Linked DNA regions of Mus musculus: region 2 is linked to region 1. A link is a contact called in public HiChIP or PLAC-seq data. All regions are on one chromosome and are shown on one strand. Each heading gives the region's core, a stretch centred on a gene start, on an enhancer-like site or on the middle of the called end of the contact. The rest is flanking DNA. Distances are from core to core; before and after follow the strand shown. Region 1 overlaps Hdac9 (histone deacetylase 9). Region 2 overlaps Gm40385 (a long non-coding RNA gene).

What was found. HiChIP or PLAC-seq counts read pairs in DNA pulled down with a chosen protein or histone mark.
Region 2: a contact with region 1 is called in a RAD21 HiChIP or PLAC-seq map of pro-B cells, with 2.5 times the contacts expected there. The contact joins two enhancer-like sites.

Annotation. Positions count from the first base shown.
Region 1 is chr12:34,742,245-34,745,419 of GRCm38.p6, forward strand. The region is part of intron 3 of Hdac9 (histone deacetylase 9); the gene reads right to left. Among named protein-coding and RNA genes, the nearest start is that of Gm46347, 44 kb to the right of the region's middle. Within about 2 kb of position 1,592, at least 7 of the 459 cell types and tissues checked have an H3K27ac peak or open chromatin away from gene starts, as enhancers often do. A contact at or near this core is called in pro-B cells, where this site is marked.
Region 2 is chr12:35,009,965-35,013,139 of GRCm38.p6, forward strand. All of the region lies in intron 2 of Gm40385 (a long non-coding RNA gene), which reads right to left. Among named protein-coding and RNA genes, the nearest start is that of Gm40385, 10 kb to the right of the region's middle. Within about 2 kb of position 1,662, at least 14 of the 459 cell types and tissues checked have an H3K27ac peak or open chromatin away from gene starts, as enhancers often do. A contact at or near this core is called in pro-B cells, where this site is marked.

The DNA.
Region 1 (3,175 bases), core at 342-2,841:
AAAAATGAAGATACTACCTGAAAGGCCTCATAGATTTTCTGATTAGTTTTTCAATACTCCTTATGTGACATATGCATCCATTTAGTACTTCACTGCTATGTACCTTCCTATGTTAAAGATCAAGTCATAAGCATAAACTATTTCTAGTTAAATCCCACCAGTCCCACAACTAACTACATACCCAAAGAAAGAAGATAATGCACAGAGGGACTTCTACCCTCTTGTCCACTGCAGCACTGTTCCCAATAACAGAATCGGCCGAAATTGCCCTTCCATTGATTAAATGCTGAAGAAAGTGTAGTACACACATACAAAATTATCCAACCTTGAAAAGAAAAGCAACCGTCGTTTTCCACACATGGACCCACTGGAGAATATTATGTTGCAGAAGTAAGTCAGACACAGAAAGTATAACCACCTGATCCCACTTACATGTAGGAATCTAAAACAGATTAACTCATAAAGACCAACAGTAGAATGTTGATCGTGATGGGTTCAGCTTGGAGAAGGGTCTGGAAAGATATTAGTCAGAGGATACAAAATGTCATGTTAGTTAGGCATAAGTTTAATAGATCCTTAGCTTTAAGTGGTAAGCCAATTGAACACTTGGAAACTAAGACTCAGTTTTCAGTGTTCACAACACAAAACAGTATGTGAAGTAATGTATATGTCATTCCAGCTTACCACATATGCTATAAATAATAAACATAACTTGTATTTGTCAATAGAAATGAATATAAATCATCTAACATTGCTAAACTGCTCTATCATAATTGTGTCATGTTTTAGACATGAGGCCCGTTATGCAAAATAAGCTTTGGAATACACTAGCTATAGACAGATCTCCTTAGGCTGACACTAATGATAATTTTTGTTCAGGTTTTCTTTTTCTTTTCATAGTTCAGTAACACATAACTCAGGATAAAACGGGTAACATGATTCTGATCATTTTACTCATTTGCTCCATGTTCCATCACTGAGGATGGCAGACAATGTGCTGAGCATGACTGCCTCTCTCTGAAATGTTCTCCATGGTTACCCAAGATTAAAGCCTTCTCTGTCTATAATAGGCTGTCCTGGGAACCTGTTCTTTTAACTAAATATAATTATCAGTGGCTCAAAAAATATTTTAAAATCTCATTAATGCCCACATACTCTATTCTTTTGTCTCACTAGACCTGGGTGGCTCCCTTATGAATATTACTAAGTGAAGCTCTAGATGTCAGGCAGCTTGGCACATTGACCCTTGGTCTGTGTTACTTATAAAACATGAAGGTGTTATGCTCACCATGATTTCCATGTGTTAACACTGTCCCTGCAGATGTGCAAGCAGGGCTATGCACACCTGCTAGTGCTTTACACAAGCCCAGGTCGTGGTGTCATACTGGACTGGACTGGACTGGAAAGTCTTGCATGTCATACTGGACTGGACTGGACTGGACTGGAAAGTCTTGCATTCCTCAAAGGCACACCTCACACTAGAAATAGTTACAACAAAAAGCTTAAAGCTTACTTACTAACGTTATGGCAATGTGAGTTAATCCTACTAAAATAACTGTGATGGTTTACATGATGAGATGGGCCCTATACACAAAGCCACAAAGCCACAAAGCTATGTGGATGGCTGGTATCTGTTTTAAGGGAAGTCACATCTGCAGCTTTGAAGCTGCCAGCCAAACTAGCTCCTAACAGAAAAACAGAAAATATTTTTTTGAAATATTGATTAATCAAACACAAATATTTAGCAGACATAATGAAAAATGCACCAAATGTACCTGTCTCTGTGAGAAATAAAGTATTTACTGCTTAGTGACAAAATTAGAGATTTAAAGTGAAAAATAAATTTTGAAAATGACATTGGCCACCACGGTATTTTCACAGCACTCAAGCTCTTCAAATGAGATAAATGCTACAATTAATGTAGGAGATTGATGAAAGGTCACATGATGAGTTATATTGACATCTGGAAAATCTGAATAACTGATGCAACTATGCATTCTCAAATAGTCAGGGAATGTTGTTCAAAGTTCATAGAGACAAATAGATTTTAATATAAAAGAGAACAAAATATTTTGAGAAGAATCATTAACTCTGTGTAAATCCATACCACAGTCATCCTTTTGAAAATTACTACTTAATTTAGGCTTCATATTGAAGAATATACTTAACTGTCTGGGATAGGCCTTAAAACACACTAATCTATTTGCTGTAGATTGAATGAAGAAGCCAATGAGAAAAATCAAGTCGTCTTGTATTAAGAGTTAAGGTAATTTTCAAAAGGTAAGCTATGCTATTCTCATTCATGGCTTTTTTTTTTTTTTTTTCGGTTTTTTGAGACACGGTTTCTCTGTATAGCCCTGGAACTCACTTTGTAGACCAGGCTGGCTGGCCTCAAACTCAGAAATCCGCCTGTCTCTGCCTCCCAAGTGCTGGGATTAAAGGCGTGCGCCACCACCACCCGGCTCTCATTCACGTTTTTAAAGAACTATATTACAGAAAAGCAGTGTATACATCAACACTTACATGTTGCTTCTATTTGAGTGCCATGGCTGTAGGTCACTAGAAAGTGTGCTGTGTCTCAAGCCAAGGGGATTCAGCCCTAAAGACACTGGACCTGGTGGTGCATGCCTGCAATTCCAGCACTTAGCAGATGGAGTCGGAATGATCAGAAACTTAAGATCAGCTTCAGCTGTGTAGCAAGTTTGACGCAGCCCAAGATACATGAGATTCCATTACAGAAACCAACTTGAGAAAACACACAACAAACATGGCACACATAGGAATATTTTTTTGTCTTTTTTAAAATTAGGTATTTATTTCATTTACATTTCCAATGCTATCCCAAAAGTCCCCCATACCCTCCCCCACCCACTCCCCCACCCACCCACTCCCACTTCTTGGCCCTGGCACTCCCCTGTACTGAGGCATATAAAGTTTGCACAACCAATGGACCTCTCTTTCCACTGATGGCCAACTAGGCTATCTTCTGATTCATATGCAGCTAGAGACACAAGGTCCAGGGGGTACTGGTTAGTTCATGTTGTTGTTCCACCTATAGGGTTACAGATCCCCCCAGCTCCTTGAGTACTTTCTCTAGACCCTCCATTGGGGGCCCTGTGATCCATCCAATAGCTGACTGTGAGCATCCACTTCTGTGTTTGCTAGGCCCTGGCAT
Region 2 (3,175 bases), core at 412-2,911, 270 kb after region 1:
ACATTTCATATGTGATGCTTGTTTGACATAAACGTTTTACCTCGTGATTGCTGTGTATGTACGCACATCTCCTATGTGTGTTTATATATACACACACACAAGGAGAAAGCTACTATAGAAGAAATGATGTGAAGGAATAGTGGGTATTCATTTATGTCAGTCAGGACTACTGAATCTTTCAAAACATGTTGATCAAAATCGTTCTTTTTTTAATAGATAATTTCTTTTTATTTTATATTCTTATATTTTTGCCATCATGAATATCTGTGTAAGGATGTCAGAAGTCCTGGAACTGGAATTATAGACAGATGTGAGCTGCAATATGGGTCCTGGGGATTAACCCTAGTGCTTGTAACTGCTGAGCCATTTCTCCAGCCCTGCAAATTATTATTTTTTATTCCACACATGATTTTCTTCAATAACTTTGGAAGACTATAACGAATGCCTGTTGCACTAGGCATTATGCTTAGTGTGGAAGGGTGAGTTGGTAGAGCATCAAACAGAACAGATATGTGCTCTAGCCTCATGGACCTCACAATCACAAGGATTGAAATGAGAGATGCTTAACATTCTTCCATGAAGCTTGGCTATGAAAGTGAAGAGGGAAAGTAGTTGAGGATTTGATCACCTTCAGAGCCTATGAGGAAAGAGCTAGTAGAGAGAGAAGGCAAACATACAGAGGGCCTTATTGAGCCCTGTTGATGAGACTTTGTGGGTATAGCCCCTGACATTTCTAGGAGACACAATCTCAAATAAACCTCCTGTTCCCTGGATTTTAAAATCTACCCCCACTGCCCCCTTCCACAATGAAACCTGAGTGTTAGGTGCAGTAATTGTGCTGTAGATGTTATCAGCTGAAACAAACAACCATGATGACACCACTGGGACTTCTTACATGGAAGGGGGAAAGCTCTCCAGACCTCAACTCTAGAACCCACAACCCTACTGGCAACCAAGAATTCCCAAGAGTGGGTAGGTAAAACAGTCTTTTGCAGGGATGAGTCCTCCAGCTAATTACCCAATGCCAAGTGCTTAAAATTGAAGTCATGTATGTACAGGTAGCTTACAGATATAACAGGATATATATAGATATATAGATGATATATAGATATATAGTGTAAGTGGTATGTGTGTGTGTGTGTGTACTTGTAAGAATAATTAAAAGAAAATGAGTCCATGAGTTTTAGAGAGAGTAGTTATGTGTATAAAGAAAGAGTTGAAGGAAGGATAGAGACAGTGGAAGTGATATGACTACATTAAAATTTTAAAAATTAATGTGTACTAGTAGAATCACACAGGAGAAAGGCTGGCGATATGGCTCAGAGATCAAAACCATGTACTGATCTTATAGAGGACCCAAGTTCAGTGCTTCCCACCTACAGCATGCCAGCCATCTCTCAACTCCCTGTAGGTCCAGCTTCAGGGGAATCCTATACATCTGCACTTACACACACACACACACACACACACACACACACACACACACACACACACACACACACACACACAGAGAGAGAGAGAGAGAGAGGGGGGGGGGATTTAAAAAAAATTAAACACAAAGCAGTAACTGACAGGCCAAAAGAGACTAGCAAGTTTACATTTGGAATGGGCTCATGCTATATAGTCAGGAAATAGTTTGCAGCTGTGGTTTTAACTGGAAGAAGAAGGAAAAAAAACAGCAACAGACAAATTGTGAAATTGGCTCAGAGTTGAGAGTCTGCAGTCAGGAATGAGGGAAGTCCCTTTAAAGATGCTGCTGAGAGACTTGTCATTCACTGTGAGGTCCTTCATAGAGAACAAGGGTGATGGACAGTTGGATAATAGTGAAGGTATTAAGAGACAGCTGATATCCTTAAAGAGGAAGAGAAGCAGAAAGGGCTAGAAGGATCCCGTAAGAGTTGGAGAGAAGAATGCGTAAGACAGCGTGTAATAAGTCCTCGTAAGAATCCCAGGAGAGCTGTCTATCCAGAGCCAGTGTGCCTCCGGCAACAGCTAAGATAGGCTGAAAACTCCAAATGTCCACAAAATTGGGTCCAATTCCTAAGTATTCCTTAGTACATCGCCTCCGGTGCTCTGCCTGCCTGCTGTTTTGTAGGCTTCCTCAGATGGTTTCTAGGTTTTCTCCTTGGCCATTCAGCACTGAACTTCAGTCTTCTCCAGTTGTCCAAACTTCATACCCTAGTGCATAAGTCCTGTTCTACAATCCTTCTCACTGTTGCTCTGCCTGGGGTGGGGTGGTGGTCTAATTCCTCATTTTGTTGTCTTCTCAGTTTTTAAATTAGTTCTTTGAGATTTTTGTACAATGAATTTTCTCATATTCCCCTCCTCCTCCAACTCTGCTGCGATCCACTCCTACTTCCCTACCCACCCAGCTTTCTAGCCTTCTTCCCCCATCCAGCACAGTTGGTGTTGCCTAGATGCCTCTGGGACTGTGTGGTCTTCCACCAGGGTCCCACCCTTAAAGAAAATTTGTCTTCATCTCCTGGCAACTATCAGATGCCAATAGCTCCTCGGTTAGAGGTGGAAAGTGGTGCCACATCCTCACGCTTACTTTTGTAGGTCTTATGTCAGTTGTCTGAACTGCTATAACTTCGTAAATTCAATTGACCTACTGAGCCCAGAAAACATACCATTTTTCTTGTAACCATCCTGCGTCTCCAGCTCTTACAATGTTCCTGAACCCTCTTCCAAAATGATGCCTGAGCCTTTGAAAGAAAGGATACGAGACTCAGTGGTGAATCTCTGTGTTAATTGCCGTTTACAACAAAATAAAATCTCTTCTGGTGGGGTTTTATAGATGTATTGATCTATAAGTCATTGGGAGTTGGCTTGACACTCTGCCCATTTAGCAGAGTAATAATAATAGCTTTTCCCCTAGGGCCTAGGACTTGTCTAGCCATAGGTTGTTGGCTTTAAATTGATACCAGAGATAGGTTTCATCTTGTAAAGAGGGCTTAAGGTCTAATCAGTAAGTCATGAATTATTCCCACAATGTTCTTGCCACTGTTGCACCAGCGGGAATGTCTTGCCAAGCAGGTCATTGTTGTAGTTTGTAAGCTCCACAGCTAGGTGATTAGTTTCCTCCTCTAGTAACACGTAGAGCACCTTCCGACATTATGAAAACTAGCCAGTCAATATGAAGTTTCCAGGTGGGTAGCAAGCTTGATTTCTCTGT